Linked DNA regions of Mus musculus: regions 1, 3 and 4 are each linked to region 2. A link is a contact called in public promoter capture Hi-C data. All regions are on one chromosome and are shown on one strand. The core of a region is the stretch at or near the end of the contact, and the rest is flanking DNA. Distances in the headings are between cores, read along the strand shown.

Evidence for each region. Promoter capture Hi-C pulls out the DNA fragments that hold promoters and counts their contacts.
Region 1: a promoter capture Hi-C map of liver shows a contact between it and region 2, with 4 times the contacts expected there. The contact joins the promoter of Eefsec here to the promoter of Tia1 in region 2. A contact is called at or near these places in 3 of 39 promoter capture datasets (hippocampal neurons, liver and neutrophils).
Region 3: a promoter capture Hi-C map of hippocampal neurons shows a contact between it and region 2, with 2.8 times the contacts expected there. The contact joins the promoter of B230319C09Rik here to the promoter of Tia1 in region 2. A contact is called at or near these places in 1 of 39 promoter capture datasets (hippocampal neurons) and 1 of 115 datasets of contacts at active chromatin or transcription factors (astrocytes).
Region 4: a promoter capture Hi-C map of hippocampal neurons shows a contact between it and region 2, with 3 times the contacts expected there. The contact joins the promoter of Nagk here to the promoter of Tia1 in region 2. A contact is called at or near these places in 1 of 39 promoter capture datasets (hippocampal neurons), 1 of 484 Hi-C or Micro-C datasets (regulatory T cells), 3 of 115 datasets of contacts at active chromatin or transcription factors (bone marrow-derived dendritic cells, extraembryonic endoderm stem cells and large pre-B cells) and 1 of 9 other capture datasets (liver).

Annotation. Positions count from the first base shown.
Region 1 is chr6:88,444,801-88,449,854 of GRCm38.p6, reverse strand. Eefsec (eukaryotic elongation factor, selenocysteine-tRNA-specific) reads left to right here and starts at 3,316. Exons shown (of 7, transcript NM_023060.3): 1 at 3,316-3,649. The coding sequence starts at 3,376.
Region 2 is chr6:86,402,160-86,407,659 of GRCm38.p6, reverse strand. Tia1 (cytotoxic granule-associated RNA binding protein 1) reads right to left here and starts at 3,441. Exons shown (of 13, transcript NM_011585.4): 1 at 3,138-3,441. The coding sequence starts at 3,163. n-TGccc4 (a tRNA gene) reads right to left here and starts at 3,767; the gene lies at 3,697-3,767.
Region 3 is chr6:83,439,704-83,444,781 of GRCm38.p6, reverse strand. B230319C09Rik (RIKEN cDNA B230319C09 gene) reads right to left here and starts at 3,027. Exons shown (of 3, transcript NR_028382.1): 1 at 2,677-3,027; 2 at 2,105-2,195. Tet3 (tet methylcytosine dioxygenase 3) reads left to right here. Exons shown (of 12, transcript NM_001347313.1): 3 at 3,509-3,565.
Region 4 is chr6:83,791,460-83,796,504 of GRCm38.p6, reverse strand. Nagk (N-acetylglucosamine kinase) reads right to left here and starts at 1,448. Exons shown (of 10, transcript NM_019542.2): 1 at 1,223-1,448. The coding sequence starts at 1,251. It also overlaps the pseudogene Gm7443 and the pseudogene LOC665004.

The DNA of each region.
Region 1 (5,054 bases), core at 2,067-4,566, 2.0 Mb before region 2:
CACTCTGCCACTGGTGGCATACAGCCCTAGCTCTTGGTTTTTTGAGACAAGGTGGATAGGATAGGTAACTCAAGTTGACCTCAGACTGTCAACCTGCTCCTGCTTCTTGGGTGCTGGAGTTCCAGGCATGTGCTGCCACCTCTTGGGTGCAGGGGTTGTCACCTCTTGGGTGCTGGGGCTGTCACCTCTTGTGTGCTGGGGTTCTAGGCATGTGCTGTCACCTCTTGGGTGCTGGGGTTCCAGGCATGTGCTGTCATCTCTTGGGTGCAAGGGCTGTCACCTCTTGGGTGCTGGGGCTGTCACCTCTTGGGTGCAGGGGATGTCACCTCTTGGGTGTTGGGAACCCTCTTGGGTTCTGGGGCTGTGGGACTGTCACCTCTTGGGTGTGTGATTGTCACCTCTTGGGTGCTGGGGCTGTGAGGCTGTCATCTCTTGGGTGCTGAGGTTCCAGGCATGTGCTGTCACCTCTTGGGTGCTGGGCCCCAGGCATGTGCTCTCAGGCCCAGCTCCTTTCACTTCAAGTTTAATACACCTCACCTGAAATGCCTGGAACCAGCAGGCAGCATTAGAGATGTCAGGTTTTCCCCCTCGTGTTTTAGAATGTGTGCACACAGGTAATGTGATCACTCAGAGGTGGGACTGAAGTCTGAACACGGAGTGCATTGTTTCCCAAGCCCTTTGTGTGTGGAGCCTCAGGCTCATTTTCCATGCTAGCTTCATGTTCTCATATTTTGACTCTTGCCTGTCACATGAAGTCAGGTGTGGAATTTTCTACTTGTGGTATCATGTCAGAGCTCAGAAAGCTTCAGATTTTGTTGTATTTTGGACTTTTAGGTTAAAGATGCTTGGTTTTTACTGCTTGCCAGGATTTTATGTCGGTCAGAGGTGAGCAGTGAAGTTTACTGAAGCCAGGTCCCATTCAGAACATTTTGTTACTGGAATGTCCTCTAAAACTCTTGTGATCTGTCTGCTAGTTCCCTCCTAACGATGCCCGCTGCTTTATCAGTGGGTTTTAAACAAACAAACAAACAAACAGACAGACAGACAAACAGACAAACAGAGGATAGTGTCTTCTTGTTTCCTGTTTGGAAGATGTAAAATTGAGATACAAATTTTGGGAGCACTAATTCATATGAGGACCCACTCTTGCGACCCATTTGGTTTTAAGGACCCATCTCCAAATGCTATCACATGCATATGGGGTGGGTATCAAAGCCTCAGCACACGAACCTTTGGAGAATGCAATTCAGTCCACAGCAGGGACTCAGAGTGTAGAGTCTTGATCTGTGGAGCCTTTGGGGCTACTTCCTGCCAGCATGCATTCCTGGCTCATCCCAGAGGCAAACTGCCCAGTAGGAGTCAGTGAGCTTTAAGCTTGGAAACTGCCGCCATCTTCATGAGACCATCTGTGCCAAAGTTCCAGAGTTCATCATGGTCAGGCCTGTGGACCGATGACATTCCCTCCTAGGAGGAAGACCTCAGCTGGGTCACTGGATCCTCACCTGAGTGTCTGGCCCCTCCTCCTAGCCATGGTATTCAATCCAGCCCTAATTGTACGTTGGCCTCAGGACGTCAGGGAGGAGGTAGAGTATATAGGTTAGTGTAGATTAGGAGGAAGAAAGAGGGGAAGCCATAGTTTATGCTATGAGAAAACTTTCCAGTGCAGCTGCTCTGTGGTCGTCAACACTCCTTACCTCTCACCCATGTTTATAAGTAAGCCGGATAAACTCAATCCTAAGAAGAATTGTTGTCGTACTGCCTTTTTGGTTTGTCCTTGGAACCTTAGGAAGAGTGGGTAGATGTCATTTGCTACTCCCCTCAGGAGGGAATTTTTTATCAACAAAGGCTAAAATATTTGTCAGCACTCTGAAGTCAGGCTTTATGTTAGGCTGCATCATTGTGATGAAACAGCTACACAGACAAAGAGAGAAAGAGACTTTAGTTTGACTTCATGGTTTTAGAGATTTCAGTGCATGGTCTCTTGGGCTTGATCCCCCTAGCCTGTGGCAGCACAGCAGTATATTGTCCTGGTGACAGCAGAACGGAGCAGCCTGACTGAACTACTCATTTCATGGTGGACAGGAAGCGACTACTGCCTTCTGCTAAGCTTCATCTCATAAGACAGACCACCAGCTGGGGCCCAAGCATTTAGCACACAAGCCCGTGTAAACCAATTCACTTGCAAACCGCAACCCCTCCTGCCCTAGAAAAAGGAAGGCTGGGAATGTTGGGCCAGCAAGCCCCACCCCCTTTACATGAGAGCAGTGCCATTCAGCTCTCCAGTGCCATTCCTCCCCTGTGAGGCCCCAAGTCCCTTCTTTTCCTAGGCTTTTATCCTTTGCCAGAGCAACCACTTAGGCTTGTGACCTCTTTCATGGTTCTAGGCACCTTTCAATGCCTGAAGGGGGTTACAGAGGCTGGTTGGTATAGCACTCACGACACATTCAAGTTCATACACAACAGTTAAGTTGCAGCTCCTCATGGCAGCCTAGACTTCAAAGTGAGGTTTTTGTCCCGTCCCCACCCCCACCTCCCCTCCCCTGAATCAACGAGGACCTCTTCCTCTTTTCACAGTGCTTCCAGGTTTCTGATGGTCAATTCTCAGTCTGCACTGGACGTCTAGTGACAGTCCTTGAGGGTATCTTCCTCACTAGGCTCCCCGCCTTCCCATCTCTGTCCTTTCCAGATAGTCTGGCTTGGCAACTGGTCTTGGGTTTTACTTACTCCTGTTTTCACAGCAAATAATGTCGATCACCACATCCCAGTAAAGTGTATACAGTCTGCACTTAATAAAGGCTGACAGCCGGGCGGTGGTGGCGCACTTGGGAGGCAGAGACAGGCGGATTTCTGAGTTCAAGGCCAGCCTGGTCTACAAAGTGAGTTCCAGGACAGCCAAGACTATACAGAGAAACCCTGTCTTGAAAAAAACAAAAAACAAACAAACAAACAAACAAAAAAATAAAGGCTGACAGAAATGAATGGACGGATGGATGAGTGTGTATGGAGGGATAGAGGAAGGGATGTGTGGATGGACTGGGTGAGTGGAATGATGAAAGGAGGGAGGGAAGGAAGAATGGATGGATAGATGGTGAGATGGATGGATGGATGCATGGATGGATGAATGGATGGAAGGAGGAATCCCTAATCTCAGACTGGCGAGACTTTGTGGCGTGGGGAGCCGGATGACAGCAAACCCAGGTAGCAGGCCGGCTCTTGTCCCGCCCTGTGTGCGCTCTGCCATAGGGCTGTGGGCGCCCGAGGGCGGAAGCTTCCGTGCCGGAACCGGTGCGCTCAGCGCGGGTTGCGGGGGGGTGCGGCTTAGCAGGCGGACCGCGGGGCTGGCGCTCAGGCGACGGCGTGAGAGGCAGCGGCGGGATGGCCGGCCGGCGGGTAAATGTGAATGTGGGCGTGCTGGGTCACATCGACAGTGGCAAAACAGCGCTGGCGCGCGCGCTGAGCACCACGGCCTCCACTGCTGCCTTCGACAAGCAGCCGCAGAGCCGCGAGCGCGGCATAACGCTCGACCTGGGCTTCTCCTGTTTTGTCGTGCCGCTGCCGGGGGCAGAACCCGGTTCTAGCGACACGCTGCTGCAGGTCACACTGGTCGACTGCCCCGGGCACGCCTCCCTCATCCGGACCATCATTGGCGGTGAGCGCGGGCCGGGGCGGGAGCCGGGCTCGGGGTCCGAGCTCGCGGGATGGATGGCGGCCTGACAGCCTAGGCCTGGCCACCAGCCCGGAAGGCTTGTGGTCTCGAACTCACAGCCCGCAGACGCGGACACAGTTCTCACCTTCACTGCCGTGCACCGAGATGCTTTCCTAGAAAAATGATCCAAAGAAACAAACCCTGCAAAAAGGGTGTATACAAGTTTCAAAAAAAAAAAAAAAAAAAGTCACCACGTACCTGTCCTTTGGTCTCCTGGTTCTCTGTCCCAAACACTGCTCTCAGTTTCCTGTGTGTATGGATGGTTTCAGGAAACATACACAGAAACGCAGACAAGGTGCAGAAATGAAAGATCCTGTTTTTTTCCTTCTGTTGTACTACTTGTGGTCGGTTGGGGTAGTGGGTAGAGCCTAGTGCCTTGATAAGAGGCAAGTGCTCTAGGCTCTCTCAGGATCTCATCCCCCAGTCCCCTTTATACACAAACCATCACTGTCTGGAGACTATATCTACACATAAAGTTCCTTTGTACTTTTATACCAACATTTTCTTGACTGACCCTCGTGACTTTCCCAGAGTTGGCTGCTATTCATAATGCAGTGAATAACTCTAGCCCAGAAGGTTTTGGGATGTGCACTAGTGTAACAGGATAAGTTATGTGTGAACTAGCTAAGGCAAAGGGCCTGCGTGTTTTCAGTCATGATGGGCACTGCTAAAATCTGCTTCTAGGATCTGTACCACTTAATTAGTCTTTAATTACAGGCCACTTAGGAATAGGCCATTATAAATAAAAGGTCTTGTAACCTCCCTTCCTTGCTCAGCGTGACCCCTCCCATTCGTCTACAGGAAACTGTTGCTATGTCTTTTTAAATTCCTTTTGCAAACCCATTTAACTACACTTAAATCTAAGAACAGAACCCCATAACCTGTTTGTAAGCACCCAGCACAAAAGGAGGTGTGGCTGAGTCTACCTGCTGTAGCTCCAGTGACCCATTTCCTGCTTCTCCGCTTGCCCTGGGTTTCTTTCCAGCAGTGTGCTGTAAGCCTGGAAGCATGTATATGGGGCAGGTGGGTCATTCCAGCTGTGTGGCCTCCCTTTCTCTGTGCTGCAGGCAGCCTAAGACTGTTTCCTTGTTTCACTGAAGTGGAAATGGAGGCTTACCTGCCAGAGTTACTCTCCTGCACAGTATCTATTGAGTTCAGGATTCACTCATTAAAGACTATCAAGGGCCACACAGTAAACTAAACTGAAAACTCCCACTAAATTCTGACTGGTTGTGTTCAAATACATTTTAGGAAATGTACTCTAAGCTAGTGTAAATTGGAGATGGAACACTACAGGGTAGAAACTAGAAAGTGGGGTTGGCATGTCCCTCAGTGGTGGAGTACCTGC
Region 2 (5,500 bases), core at 2,192-4,691:
CCCTGTCTCGAAAAAAAAAAAAACCAAAATGTGTACATAACCCAACCACTCACTATAAATCTCTAAACTATACTTTGAATATTCCTGAAAATTATCTTGCTGAATAATCATTTGATTTTTCTTACAATATATTTTAAAAGTATTGCTGACAATCTCTAACTTAACAAGGTGTTGTGGCTGAAAACTAAGCTTAGGAAGCAGCTGCCTCGGAGTCACTAGGAACACAGGTGAGGTAACCAGGCTACTCCCAAAGGAACAGCTTGACTTCTTCAACTGTACCGGATTTTTAAAACAAGTGTGATTACTTCCCATGGACTAGACTGTGGCTAAGAATACACATTAAATCAGAAAACCCTGGCTTCCAGGATCACTAATGTGAGCACTTAAAACTTAAAAACACTATTGGGAACATTTTTAGAGTTAGTACCTACCAAGATTTAATCAGTACTGGCTGAGTGGAAGGATGGAGGTTTTGACAGAAGGGGTGGAGCACCAGGGAAGGGATAATGGGGAACTTTAAATCACGGACACTTTCAGAAGGAAACTCTTCAATAGGCTGCTTTACTGAAGGACATCAAGAAAAAGTAGGCACTGCTGTAACAGGTAACAAAATTGCAGGGTTGTTTTGGGTCTCTTTCTCTTTTTCCATGGCTGTCCTGGAATTCACTCTGTACCAGAAACTGGCCTCTAACTCAGAAATCCGTCTGCCTCTGCCTTACAAGTTGCTGAAATGAAAGACGAGTGAGACAAGAATTTTTTTAATTAAAGTATATGCTTTTGAGCCAGTTGTTGGGACATTAAGCTTAGCTTTCCTTTGGTTATAAAATGCCTTTCCCCTTAGTGATAATAAAGACGAAGCGAGCATGGTAAGCATCTGACACACACTAAGGATTTATCCAACTTCCCAGGGATGAATCTACTCCAATCAATACTTTCCTGGTCTCAATATAGTGCTATTTAAATGCCTGCTTTGGAAATGATAACATGTCCTTACTGCATATTTCCATGTACATACTAAAATGGTAATGTTATCATCCATATATTTCTGCAAATTTTTAAAATAAAAAAAATATAAGATTTTCATAGTGTGGTTGGAGATGGCTCAGCAGTTAATAGCACCTGTTCTTGAAGAGGGCCTTGGTTTGGTGCCCAGCACCCACATGGCTCACAAACACCTGACTCCAGTTCCAGGAGATCCAATGTCTTCTGACTTCTGAAGGCAGATATACACATGCAGGCAAAATACCCTTACAACAGGAATGAAGCTTTAAAAAGTGTTCAAGTATCTTATAAAGACACCAAAAAGCATAGCAGCATGAATTCTAAAATGCTAAGATGAAAAAGGGAAAATTTCCAATAAATATGTATTTAATAGGTTTTAGGGAGTATTTACCTATAGATATAATCTTTCCAAAAAAAAAAAAAAATGGCCATGCCCTAAGTATTGCATCCTTACTAAAAAGCTACTTCCAGGTCCCATAAACTAACAAGATATTTAATATATCAAGAAGAGTGTAAATGTGGTTTGGTGGGACAAGTCTGTAATCCCAGCACTTGGGAAACAGAGGAAAGAGAACCTTCACAAGTTTGCAAGCCTGCCTACTATACAAAGGAAGATCCAGGCCAGCCAGGATGGGGAGGGAGGGAGAAGAAACAAAAATGCAAACTGGGTAGGCAATATCTGAATCCTAGCACCTGGGACTCAGACAGAACTAACAGTTCTGAGCCAGTATAGGTATAGTTCAAGGATAACCTGGGTTATATAAAAGACCCTGTTTCCAAAAAAAAAAAAAAAAAAAAAGTAAGTATATTTCACATAATACATTAAAAATAGCAACTTGAAATTTAAATTGGGGCAAAGTGTATGGCACAGACTTTAATCACAGTGTTCAGAAGGCAGAGGCAGACAAATCTCTGAATTTTAGGCCAACCTGGTCTGTAATAGTGAGTCTGGGACAGCCAGAGATACACCCTGTCTCAATAAAACAAAACAAACAAAAGAAAAAAGAAATTGAAAATGGGCGAGGGGAAAAAGAATAACGTATCTGTACTTCAGAACAATTTTAATAACTAGAAAATGTCAAAAAGAACCCTAAATGTACATAGCTCTAAAAGTACCAGGATTCTAGAAATAAAAAGCTATGGCAGGAACTAGGTGCAGAGTTAAGGCCCGTAACATGATACATGTTCATCCTACTTCATTTATATGAACTATATGCACGATACATCAAGTTGCAATCTTCAAATATACCGGGAGAAAAAAACAACAACCAAAACCCACAATTTCTTGAGCTTTTCTTTTTTGCCCTGTGAAACCCAACAAAGGCACAACCGCCTCAACCCGTGCGTTGAAAAACAAAGAATGCAAGGGGAAGTTACATGACAAAGACAATATCCTAGACTCGAGTTACAAAATATTCACTAAAGATGCTTACACCTGACTGACCACAGTTACTCCATTAATAAAAATGTCAACCACTAGTCGCAAATGGTGGTAAATATGTTTTAATGAAACCCACTTTCCCTCGGTAGATGCATCCCTCCGAGTGAGATTTCCATTTTTTAAGAACGGTTTCAACATCCTTGGGTGTCCAGTTAGGTTTTTTGGTCGAGGGTCAGGGGAGTACTACAGAGGGAAAGCCGAAGACCTTCGAGAAAGATGTCTGGCTTTTTTTTTTTTTTTCTTTCCAGTTCTCAACTGCAAGTATAAAGTTTTTAACCTCAGCCTTCAAGAATTAAAAATGAAAAAAATCCTACCAAAAGAAAAGAGAAAGGACGTTCCAGATGGAAATCTGGAAAAGATTCATCGAAAAGAGGGGGCGGGGAAAAAAAGGACGCAAGCATGGGACTCCAGGAGGACGTGCCGAGTCCTGAGGAGAGCTTTGAATGAAAAGTCCTTCCTCCAGGTCTGGGGGCCGCGGGTGCAGCCAGCCGAGGGGTGACAGGGGCCGAGCCCCTCTCCCGCCATCGTCCTCTCGGCCCGGCTCGGCTCTAAGCATCCTGGCGTGCGCACGGGAGGGAGGAACCACCACAGCGCGGCGTCCACGGAGAACAATAGGCTGCAGAGAGGCGCAGGGCCGCGGCCTCCCTACGGGGCGACCACCATCCCGCCTCCCTCAACGCTGCTCCAGACTCACAGAGTCTTGGGCATCTCGTCCTCCATGGCTGCTGCGGTCGCGGCGGCACCTCAGGGTCCAGCTCCCTGCCCTTCGCTACCTCCCAAATCCTTGAGGCGGGCTATGGCTGCGGAAGAGCCGGCCTCCTCGCTTGACCGGAGGCTACTTCGCTTTCTTCTTTGGCAGCGATTACACAAAAAAAGGCCCGGCCTACCGCGAACAATGAAACCCCGATCCAAGATGGCGGCGAGCCGGACGCCTAGGAGCCGGCAGCCGAGTGACCCGTGCCGCGCATGCGCACAGCCAGCTAGCATGCTCACCCTCCTGGCAGCCGGGTTTAGGCTTCAAGGACGGGGTTCACTTGGTGCGCAGCCGCGCTGCCACCAGGCAAGGGATGGCTCAGAGTGCGCAGACGCAATGCCAGTAGTTTAGGATTTCTGTAGTTTCAGAGCGGAGTGTTTCATTTGTGAATTATATAGTGAAATTAAAAATCCTTGGGGAGGTTAAAGAAATAAAATAGCAGGTGTTTTTCTAGCAGGAAAATTTTCTTTTTGCACACTATTTAAAGAGAGAAAAGACATGCGCCGCCCGGGAATCGAACCCGGGTCGCAAGAATGGGAATCTTGCATGATACCACTACACCAGCGGCGCTGTTGAGGATTTGGGCGTCCGAAAACTCATAGGAGATACGTTAGTATCTCTGCCTATTGGATTCTTGATTTATGTAAATGAAAATTAGAACGAATTGATACTTGCACTTTTTCCGTTGCTTTATGAAACGATTCATTCTTTCTCATACCAATGCTGTTGAGTGGCTGTTTGAGAAAAATCTCGACTTTCATTTTTGCTTATTATTTAGAAGTAAGAGTTGTGGTAAGAAAATAAGGTCTACTTGACAATAAGCAATACTTTGCGAGCAGGAATCATATTTATGTCTGGATTTCTTTTGTATACCCAATGTAATCGAAAAGCTGGTAATAACAGAGTTACTGTTGCAAATTGGTGAGAAGAATCTCAACAGTCAGCCCTTGCTTAGGGTTCAGAGTTATGGCTCTGGAATGTGGTTCCGGTACTTTTTTTTATCCTTTCTTATTACACTATACATATTATGTAAAGCATTTATTAAAGACGTGAAAGTTTTTGTATCCAATGTCGTTCTTTTACATCAGTGGTCCTCAAGATTCCTAATGTTGCGACCTTTTAATACAGTTCCTGGCATTGTAGTGACCCCAACCATAACAGTACTTTTGTTGCTACTTCATAACTGTAATTTTGTTACTGATATGAATTGTAATGTAAATACTTTCAGCGATAGAGGGGTGGTAAAGGGGTCGCGACCCACAGGTTGAGAACCAATTGCGTACTCTGCCATATTTGGGATTCCCTCTCTCTTTCCTTCTTCCTCCCTCCTTTCCTTCCTTCTTTTCTTTCAACTTTTCTGTTTTTCAAGACAGGGGGTCTCTGTGCAGAACTGGCTGTCCTGGAATTAGCTCTGTAGACTAAACTAGCTTCAAACTCAAAAGATCCTCTTGCCTCTGCCTCCCTAATGCTGGGATTAAAAGCATGAGCCACCACCACCCCACATTTGGGAGTTCTACTTCTATAATTATCTCTAGAGTACGTCATATTTTCAGATTATATAGAGTCTATATTATAGACAGAAAACAAATATTGTCCACACTTCAGAACGCAGAAGTAGGTAGGAAGTTCAGGAGTTCAAAGCCAACCAATGCTATTTAGAAGCAAGCGCCTCTCTTCAAACAAACAAACAAAGAAACAAACAATAATTTTAAAGAAGAGTATGGCAAATATTTAAGTGTTTAAAGTATTTTGAACACTCTGGGGGTGGGTGGAAATCTATTTAAAATGGCTTTTAGTTTATCAGCATAGGTGTTCAACAATAACAAGCTTTACCCATTTCCAGCCCAGTGATCGTTCTGACTCTATGGTTTTGCTTTCTGAGTATTTCATACAAACAGAATCATACACTGTGTGTCTTCTTGAAACATACCTCTTCTCTTTTTGGTGACAGGGTTTCCAAAAAGTAGTTCTGGCTGTCCTGGAACTCACTTTATAGACCAGGCTGTCCTTGAACTCACAGAGATCTGCCTGCCTCTGTTTCCAAAGTGCTGGGATTAAAGGTATATACCACTGTTTGGCAACTTAAAACAAACAAACAAACAAACACCTACTTCTAGGGTGAAATTTTCAGTGCAGATATTCTTATACGTTGGTATATATTTGAGACACCTTGATGTGTAGATGAGGCTTTCCTCAAGAGTCCAATCTTCCTGACTTAGCCTCCTAAATGTTGGGATTGCATGTATGATCCACCATCACACCAGGCCAAAGCGAGTTCCTTTTTTTTCTTTCTTTCTTTATTT
Region 3 (5,078 bases), core at 1,778-4,277, 3.0 Mb after region 2:
ACAAACCCCAGGTGTTAAAAGAGTAGGAAGTGCTGTGAACTGGTAACAAGCTGAGGTAACAAGAGAAGGCTTCCTGGAGGAAGTGGGCTTCAGCTGAGCAAGGAAGGAAGAGTGCTGTAAAGAGGTATCTTGTTTAGGGCAAGGCAAAGGAAGACAAGAGACCTGTCTCTGGTCACCTGCTGCCTTTGGAAGATGTAGATGGATGAGCATTGTAGGACTAGCCATAGTGGCCACTGCAAGAAGAAAGTTAAGAGTTCTGCTGGGCCATTTTCCAAACTCTGTAAGCTTGAACGAGGTACTTAGAACTCTCTATCGTTTCTCCATCTGTAGGGTGGGTATGGAAAATTCCTGGCGTGTTGGTTTATTTTTAGGCTTAAGTAAGAACTTTGTGTTGTATCCCTACTTGTGGGGTCCCATGAGGCTTGGTTCACTAGAAGTCTTCCTCTCTCCAGTGTGTGTCTGAGTTCCTGTTTCTGTGTGGAGTCTGGTCTATGGATAGCCATGTTCTCCAGATTCTCAGTGTGTTTCCAGCAAGGGACCCCAATGACCTTCTCTGTGGCCTCTCTCCTGCAGCAAGTGCAGCAGAGTCTGACTGGCCAGGATGGAAGATGGGGGAAGGATCCCCAGTACCTCTTAGAGCTGGTCACCGTGAGGCCCACATGTAGAAAGAGGAGCCTATAGATGAGGAAGGCCAGTGGGAAGTGAATTTCCTGGTTCAGTGGCCCTGGCATGTGTCTCTGACTGGGATCAGGTGCCTCTCGGGGAGGCAGCTGGAATGAGAAGATGGGAGGGAACAAGGGGCCCTCCCTCGGTTTAGCCAAGGGCTGCTGGAGGATATCGTGGGTACCTAAAGTTAGGGGAGCTCCTGTAAGCTGTGAGGAAGAGGCAGTCCACAGGGGCAGGTCTTCCCTTTCTAGGTGAGTTGGTGCTCGCCCCCAACCCTCCCACCCCCAGGCTGACCAGGAGAGGGGCCTCCTCGTCTCAGTGCCCAGCCCCCTGCCACTCCACACTCCTGAGACAGAACTCAGCTCAGCACATTCCAGTTATGTGTAGACCTAGGAAAGAGGGAAGACAGGGCCCCACCCACGTGGGGACCGACTGTAAATAAAGGACTGCTTGAATGTGACTGGTGCTGCAGAAGAGGCCGAATGTTGTTCCTGGGGCCCGGGAGGAGCCTGGCTGGGAAGGCTTGCTGGCAGAGGGCCTGGCAGAGGGAGGGAGGCACTGTTTGGATTCAGCCATGCAGTACATTAGCATGCGGGGGAGGGGTCAGGAAGCGGCATTGGGAAGGGTGAAGATATTAGTATTCTCAGATCCGTTTGTCAGGAAGTGGTCACTTGAAGTGACCCAGTTGTCTTTATATCTTCCTGGGCTTAGAGAGAAAAAGGGGTTTCAGAGGATGAGAAGGGTTCAGGTTTGAATTCCTGCCCACTAATTTTCTAGGGCAAATTGTTCATTATCCTCCAATACTCTCCATATCCCTCTCCTGAAAACAAGCTGTGTGTAGAGAAAAATGAGATGAACCTACAGCATGGTTGGCACAGGGCTTGGTATGTAGCGGGGGGGGGGGGGCCTGAAGCACTGTGACTGCCATAGAAGAGGCAGTATTGATATTGTCCACACTGTCTCTCTGTGTGGGGTGCATATGCACAGGGCTTAATAGCACAGGGCTTTAGGGAACCAGGAGAAGGAAGGGGATTCATGTAGGCTGGTCAGGAGTGAGTTAAAAGACAAACATGCAGTTTGTCACATCAAGTCATGATTTAGGACATTGTCCCTTTATCTTGTCTGCTCTGGGAGGGACCCAGTAGGACTGCCTCTTGTGCCAAAGGGGAGACAGGTGTGGGCCCTGAAGCCTCCATATACCAGAAGCAGGCTTGGCCCGCTCCTAAAGAACTTATCTGATTCTGAACACCCCCTGGGGGCCCTGGGGTGGGGCACAATTCTGCATTTGGGGTGGAATGGGTAATAGAACGAGTCACTGGAGCAGGGGTGCTCATCTGTGAGTCACTTCTCTCAGGCCTCAGCTTACTCATCCGTGAGAATGAGAAGGCACCCTGAGCTCTGGCAGAGATGTAGAGTGCTGGAAGCCAGCAGCACCTACCTTGTGTCAGGCAGTGGCTCTGTGCCTTCTCAGGCCCTCACAGCTGCATGAAATGGCTGCTGGTTCCATTCTTCAGTTGAGCAGAGAGAGGCTAAGAGAGGTAAGTTACCACAGGCTAGGAATGGGATATGTGGGTACCAAAGTGAGGTAGAAGCCTGGATGTTCCCCTTCCGAGAGGGGGATGGGACAAAAGAGGATGCCTGGGTATTGAATCCCAGAAGGTGAATTGCTAGGACCTTGCTATCCCCCCCCCCCGCCCCCCACCATGGTCTCCTGGTCACCGAACCCTTGGTATGCCTATAGTTAGAGAACTAGAAGGAAACTCTTAAGGGCGGGGAGCCCAGGGCGTTTTTTTGGACGGGTCATCTGGTGGATCTTCTCCAGAAGAGAAACTTGTTTAAGAAAATTGCATTTCAGTACTGTTCGGTTGTAAGGCTATGCCGGAGAGGGCATAGCGGACTTGGGGAAGCACAGGTTATATGGGCTATAGCCAGTTTTCCGAGTGGGGTGTAAGAGGGCAGGGGAGTAGAACTATAGAATGGCGAAGGATATGGTCTTCAGGGAGGACTGACCTGGCTTGGAGTTTGAGCTATGCTGTGTTCTAGCGGTGTCACCTTCGGTAAGTTACTCCACTCATCTGCAGTCTGCAAAGCGGGGGGCGGGGTTGGGGGATGGATGTGAGGCTTCTGCTGCCCTGGATTCTCCTTGGAGAACCAGAGCTCCAGCTCTGCTCTGGCTGAGAGTGGCCGGTATGGGATACCCACATACTGCCGCTCCCCACCCCTTCGCCGTACTCCAGTTGCACCCGCTAGAACTGCAGGGGACGTCTTGTGTATGTTGCCAGGGGTAGGAGGGTGCCCCGGGATCCCCGGCCTGCCTGGGAAGCAGCCCTTGTGGCGATGGCTCCCTCCACCAAGGCCCCTGCCTGGCTGCTGGGCAGGTCCTTGGCGGGGAGGGCCGGGCGCGGGATTGGCTGGCGCGCGCGCCGCCCCCTTGCACACCAGCCTGGCGGGGCGGGAGCAGCCGGCAGCTGGCCGCCGCCTCTGCAGTGCCTCCCTCGGTGCGCTCCCTCGGCGGGGATAATGGGAGGCCCGGCGGCGGCCGATGCAGTAGTGGAGGCCGGCCGAGGTAGAGCGCTGGGCCTGGAAGGGAGGGGAGGCCGTGTGCAGGCCGCGAGCGGGTCCCGGGGATCTCCAGAGGCCGGAGAACCGAAGCAGGAAAACAAAACACTGGAAGGCGCAGGGGCCCAACAGTGCTGGGGAGGCAGCTGGAGCAGGAAGATGGTCCCGTCCAGCCTTTCTTCTCCGGGCCCTTCCCCTCCAGTGTGCTGGGGCCTGTGCTGGACTGCTCTGCTCCTTGCCTGCTACCGGCCTGCCTCACCAGTGTCTTTGGCTTCTTTTGCAGGTGGAAATAAATGCTCGTGAAGGAACGGGGCCCTGGGCACAAGGGGCGACTGTCAAGGTACCCTGCGTGTTTGTGTGTGTGTGTGTGTGTGTACGTGAGTGCGTGCGCGCTTGCCCTTGTGTATGTGTGCGTGTGTGTATGTGTGCGTGTGTGTATACGTGGGCTTGCACGGTGGGGGTGAAGTGTTTGACTGGATTGGATAAAAATAAAGGGTCTCCTCTGGTGATCCCTTAATCTCCCACTGTGTGTGTAGCAGCAGCTGAGGGGGAGGGGCGGCGCGAGTGTGGGCGGCCAATGAATTCTCAGGCCTGTGTGGGTTTTGTTTGGATTCGTTTTGCTTTCTCAGCTGGATGGTTTGGGTGCAGTTGGGGTTTGGCGTTTGGTTTGTTGAACTGTATGTATATGTGTGCGCTGTGCGTGTGTGCGCATGTGCGTGTGTGTGTGTGTGTGTGTGTGTGTGTGTGTGTGTGTGTGTGTTTTAAAGACGTACAACCCACTTCCCACCCCTGCCTCTGGAAATCTCTGGAGAATGGCCCTGGCACTGTTGGTTTGCTTCCAATCTGCAGAAATCCCCGGGGTGCGTTGTCTCGGGGAAGTGGGGGTGAAAGACAGTAAGGGGGAGGGAGAATTGCACTCCTGAGTCTGAAGCTGATAGGGTGTCATTAGTCATGCTGCTGTCACCATGGAGATGGCTGAAGAGAGGAGAGGAGGTGGTGGGGGTGAGGATATTTTGGGTAGGGTGGGGGCTGATGCAACATCATGGCTGGGAAGCCAGCGGGTGTCTGCTGTTATTCTGTGCCACTTGGTGTCTGGGAGACTGGGAAGGCAGTGTTCCCTGGTGTGAGGGAAGCAGAGAAAGGGGCTTTGAGCCATTCCAGGTGGGTTTTTCAGAGGGTGGTGTAGGTTTTGGGGAGAGGAGAATGAAGAGTCTGGGGAGAATCTGATCAAGAATCTATGACTAATCTGCCTAGGTTAGCCAGGTCCCGCTCAGTAGGTTCCTTCTAGTTTGCCCGGGTTTACAGGGCCAGGGGCTCACTCTAAGTTTGGAATTACTCAGCAGTAGCCTCTGGCCCAGGAGGTTGGGGAGGGGAGGAGAGGGGGACTGGGACAGAAAAGAACACCTCAGCTGCCTCTAAAGAGCAAAGGTTGGGATGAGTGTGGTGACAGGTGGGCAGGCCAGGCCTGGTGGGGCTCTGCCTTGCACAGAGGAAGCCCTGAGCCTGGTTGCTTAGGTAGCAGGTGGGCGAGCTGTGAGTGTCCCTGCATGCCCCTAGTCTTTCCTGCCGATCTACCTCCTGCTTCCTGGGAAAGCTGTGGGAAGCACTGAGGGGGTGCTGGAAATGGCACTCTGCCACCTTGCTGTCTGTGTGGTGACACCGGCGGGGTGGGGTTCTGCTTCCTCCTGTGTGTCAGGGGTTCCCGGGCTAACTTACAAGGTGGATATGAAGGCCAGGGTTATTCCCTGGCCTCTTCCCAAGCAAAGCCTTGAAGGTGGTGGATTTTGCTTCTGAAACAGCTTCTTAGGAAGGAAGAGCCCAGTGATGGCTCTCTGGGGGAGCTGGCATGCCTT
Region 4 (5,045 bases), core at 199-2,698, 2.6 Mb after region 2:
GGAATAAGCAGACCTCTCACAACAGCTAAGGGTTACTTTGAGGACCTATCTTCTGACACCAGGGTCTTCAAGACACCTGTGAGAAACTATCACCAGTCAGGGAGAAACTCATACTGCCTTCAGCAACTAAGCCCTCCTGAGTTAAATCCCTGGGGTAAGTGGTACTTTAGAAGAAGGGTGATACGTGTAGGAGGATGTCCTACTGACCAATACTTTTTGTTGTTGTTGTTTTGTTTTGTTTTGTTTTTTTGTTTTTCAAGACAGGGTTTTTCTGTGTAGCCCTGGCTGTCCTGGAACTCACTGTGTAGACCAGGCTGTCCTCGAACTCAGAAATCTGCCTGCCTCTGCCTCCCAAGTGCTGGGATTAAAGGCGTGCGCCACCACCGCCCGGCTCTGACCAATACTTCTTGTAATAGACAATAAAGACTCGATCCAACTCAAAGAGTAGTACATCAAGAGTACATCCGAAGGGATATTAATGCATGAGACAGTAGATTAAAAATCCAAATTAATTTCTTGACAAACTGGGAAAAATAAGTTCTACCTTCCATATGAATATAACAAGGCTAAGTGCAAACTCCTACGCTGTGCTGAGGGTTTTTCCTTGTAAGGTATCATAAATAAAGCCAGGGGTCATCCGCTTTCGCAATTCACGGGAAGAGACTTCCGGGTAAATCAGCAGCAAGCAGCTAGGATACCAAATCTTCCTATCAGGTCCTGATTTGACACACCCAGTTCCACAAAATGCTTGTCACGCGCAGGGGACCGGATAAACCACCATCTTGCTCACTCTTGTCCTTGCCTTACGTCTCACCCAAAGCCATGCTTAGTAGAGCTACTTCCCAAAGTCAAGCAGACCAGCTTCTAAGCAGGAGAATATAGGAACCAAGGGCGTTCGGGGCCGACAGCAGTGGAGGGTCCGGAGCACCAAGATAAGACAGTGCTCTGGTGACAGCTGCTTAACTCCCGGGTTCCCTTGTGCATGAATCTCAGTCTCAGCTTCTGCCTCTTTCCCACGTCCACCCGCGACCGGCAACTTCCCACCTGACCCCCCAGCTCTGCACAACTCTCCAGGTTGACACAAGAGCCCTGTGGCAGAAAGGTGATGGCCGGGAGGGGCGTGGTCGCACCGTGGAGCACAAAGGCACCGGGCATGGTGTGGGCCGCCGCCCCCTGACCCGCCGCTCCCGGACGGACAGCCTTCGGCCGATCCAGCGCTCACCCTTCCACGCCACCATAAAGCGCGGCCATACTACCGTTGCCACCGCTGGTCCGCCGTAGCAACCTCGACCCTAGCCGTGACTTCGCTCCCGCCCACACGGGCACCGCCCCTTGTCATGTGACTACGACGCGCTTGCGTAGGGTGTGGATGCTACGTCCTCTCTCGCCCCTGCTGTCGCCTCCCGCAGCTTTCCCCTCCGGTTTTTTCTAGCCCGCCGTTCAAGTGACTGCTTCGCGAGGAGGCGGCACCCCAGCTGAGGCTCCTGGGAGGGTGTGTGAGGGCTGCCAAGGGCCAGCCGGAAGTAGCTGGCAGACGCGCGCTAACTGTGGGGTGCGCACGCGCAGACGCTTTTGGAGGCAAGCTCAGAGTCTGGCGGATGTGTCTGAGGACCAGGGCGGGAGCCAACGTCCAGACCACCCCACCCTGGCTCATGAGCGCACACTCTACCTTGTGCTGAGTACGCTGAGCAGGTCTCAGTGAGGCCCCAGGCTGCTGTCAGCTGAGGTTTGTGCGGCGGTGAGGATAGAGCCCAGGGTTTCATGTGTGTCAGGCTAGCGCTCTACAAGTGATCTGAGTCCAACTCTGTTCTTTCTGGACTGTATCTCGTCTGTATAACCCAGACTGGCATGGAATGCAATGCTGGCTCAGCATGCTAAAAACTGGCACTCACAGACCATATTTCACCTTCTGGCCACCACCTGCTCAACTCTAAACTGTGCAGTGGAACTGGAGGAAGAGAGGAAGATACCGTTAGGTCCTGTAGAAGAGTGACTCCTGCGTGTTTCCTCAGGCTCCAGGTTGTTCCAGCCCTACTTAAGAGGCAGCTTCAATAGCCAGGAGGACTGTCTGCTGCTCTTGACATTTCTTTGAGACTTCAGATGGAGTCTCCTTGGGGCTAGCATGTCTCTGTCCAACCTCGGACCTCTGAGCCTGCCTCCTGTGGAGAAATCTTGAACTGGGATCCTCTTTCCCTGTCAGATAATTGGGTCCGGTTGTGTTTTGATGTAAACAGTTGGGAAGGTGGGCACACAGAGCCTCATATATCCCAAACTCACCTCAGACTCTGGCTGAGGATGACCTTAAACTCCTGATTCTCCTGCCCCACCTCCCAAGTGCTAGGATGTTTTGGTGTAGGCTTGCTTTCTAAGGTTCCAGAGTGAATGAATTCTTTACCTCCTTTCTTACCTATGTGACTCAGTAAAGCACCAAATAATTCAAGAATAGAAATAACATTATTGCCTGATAGAGAAACTAGAGGGAAGTGAGACATTACCATTCACAGTACTTCAGAGCTGGAAAATGCTTCCTCCAACAACATCTTTAGAATCAAAGATAATTCCATAGGATTCTGATTGAATGGAAGTTTTGGCAAGAGTGTGATGTTGTGGGTGAATTCTGATGGAAAAGTTCCCTTTAGCACTGGTGTAATGAGTCTTGGGATCCATTTGTGACAGCGCTGATGTGCTTTTGTTCTGTTGTTTGAATCTTTTTGTAATGAGATTGCAAGTCACCAGGACTGGCCCTACACTCCTGAGGTGTCTGAGGCTGTCCTTGAATCCCAGTCTTTCTGTCTCCACCCCCTAAATGCTCGGATGAAAGGACCACACTGCCCTCCTGGCTTTGCATTACTTGTTTAGAAAGGAATACAGAGAGAAAGTTTGGTTTAAAGACAAGATTGACTTCTGAATTTGGGTGAGAATTACTGTAATCGCTGCCAGTTCTCCCCTTCACAATGAAGATGAGAAACCTCAGGGCCAAGACATGGCTCAGAGGGTAATAGCACCTGCTGCTCTTGCAAAGGACTGGAGGTGTGTTCCCAGGACCTACATCAGGGCTCACAAACCCTGTCACTGCAGCCCCAGGGGATTCAACTCTGTTTTCTGGCCTCCTTGGGCACTCTCCACTAATACGTGCACATATCATTTAAAATTAAACATAAAAAAGATTTCGAACTCCTAAAGATCCGATCAGATAGAGGTCATGTGGCCCAGGCTCATCTCAACCTCCCTATGTAGACAAGAAGAATTTTGAACTTCATATCCTTCTGCCTCAACTTCCCAAGTGCTAGAATTACAGGTAATCACCACCATGCCTGACTTATGTAATACTGGTAACTGATCCCAGGGTTTTGTATACTGTAGACAACCTATCTACCAACTGAACTACATCCCCAACCCAGTAGCTAATTGTATTTATATCCACATGTACTCTTATGCACTTTAAAAATGCACAGGCTAGTGTCCCTTTTTCCTTTCTGCTGGGTACTCAATGTCGAAATGAGCAAGTTCATGAAACCCAGGAAAGTGTGCTGGTCCTGGCTAGATGCTACTCTGGACACAAAGCTGTCATCAACATTGATGATGGCACCTCAGACCACCCTTACAGCCACGCCCTGGTGGCTGGAATTGACTGCTTTCCCCTAAAAGTGACAGCTTCCATGGGCAAGAAGAAAATTGCCAAGACATCCAAGATCAAGTTCTTTGTAAAAGTTTATAACTACAACCACTTCATGCCCACGAGGTACTCAGTCAATAGCCCCTTGGACAAAACTGTTGTCAACAAGGATATGTTTAGAGATCCATCTTTAAAATGCAAGGCCAGGCAGGAACCCAAGATCACGTCTGAGGAGCCATACAAGACAAGGAAGAACACATGGGTTTTCCAGAAGCTTCACTTTTAGGTATATTTTTGTTTCTGTCACTATAATAATAATAATAATAATAATAATAGAAATGCATAGGCTTAGTAATAAAAACATAGAATAAATATTAACTTTTATATGAATTCCATATTAGAATTCATAAAACATTTGGGATATAGTAAGTTAATTTTTCATATCATTCAAATTGGTTTTGCCAGTCTTTTTAGCTTTTAAGTATGAAAAATGTAAGTCACACATGTGACTCATCTTTGTGATTTACGTTATGTGACAGTAGCTGCTCTGGGTCTTCCAATCTCCCTGACTACATTGTTTCAAAGTCGCTGTGTTGCCCATTTTAATGAAACATACACTAGCTCTATTAACTTAAACTAGTGCATAGACTAAAAGACTGATAAGAACGATCCCCATTGCACATAATTCCTTTGTGGTTTTGTTTTGTTGGTGGTACTGGGCTTTGAACCTAGAGCTTTGCATATGCTAGACAAGTGTTGTACCACAAAAGCTACACCCTCAGTCCATGCTCACAATTCTTTAATGCTTCTTTCGGTACCTTTGTTTATCATGCTAAAAACTGAGAAATTACAAGAGATTCTAGACGTATTACAAGAAGAAAAATTGAACTGTGAAGTCCAAGCAATTAGCCTTAGCTCGCACAAACGCTAGATGCTTGTTACAGATGTTTGTGGTTACAAGGCTGGGGCAATAAAGGTGCTGTGGTGGAAGGTGTTTGCTTGCCCTTAAGTGGCTCTGTAAAGGTCTAATGCCCTTCTGCCCTCAGCTTGCAATATCTCAACAAGATTAGTAATGTTCTGAAAGGATCTGCAAACCACAGCTGTTGGCTTCTCTCCCATGTCCCTGTGACCCCCAGGGAGGCCTTCACTGCAGAAGAGGCAGGATGAAGGAGAGTGGGAAGAGGGACAGTGGAAAATACTTGGAATGCCAAATTCACTCACAGCAAGGGAGCAGGGGACTCCTGCCCCAAGGTCCTTCCTTAGCAGATTAAATTGATCTAGCTGATGGGGTGTGGTCACATCTGTTGTTATGCAGTGCTGACCTCACTTCTGGACACTGCAGTAGGTTTGGAGGTGCCAAGAGACTGGAAGATAGTGCCATAACAAGAGGCATGGTAAATGCTAAAAGAGGAAGTGAGCAAGTTCCACG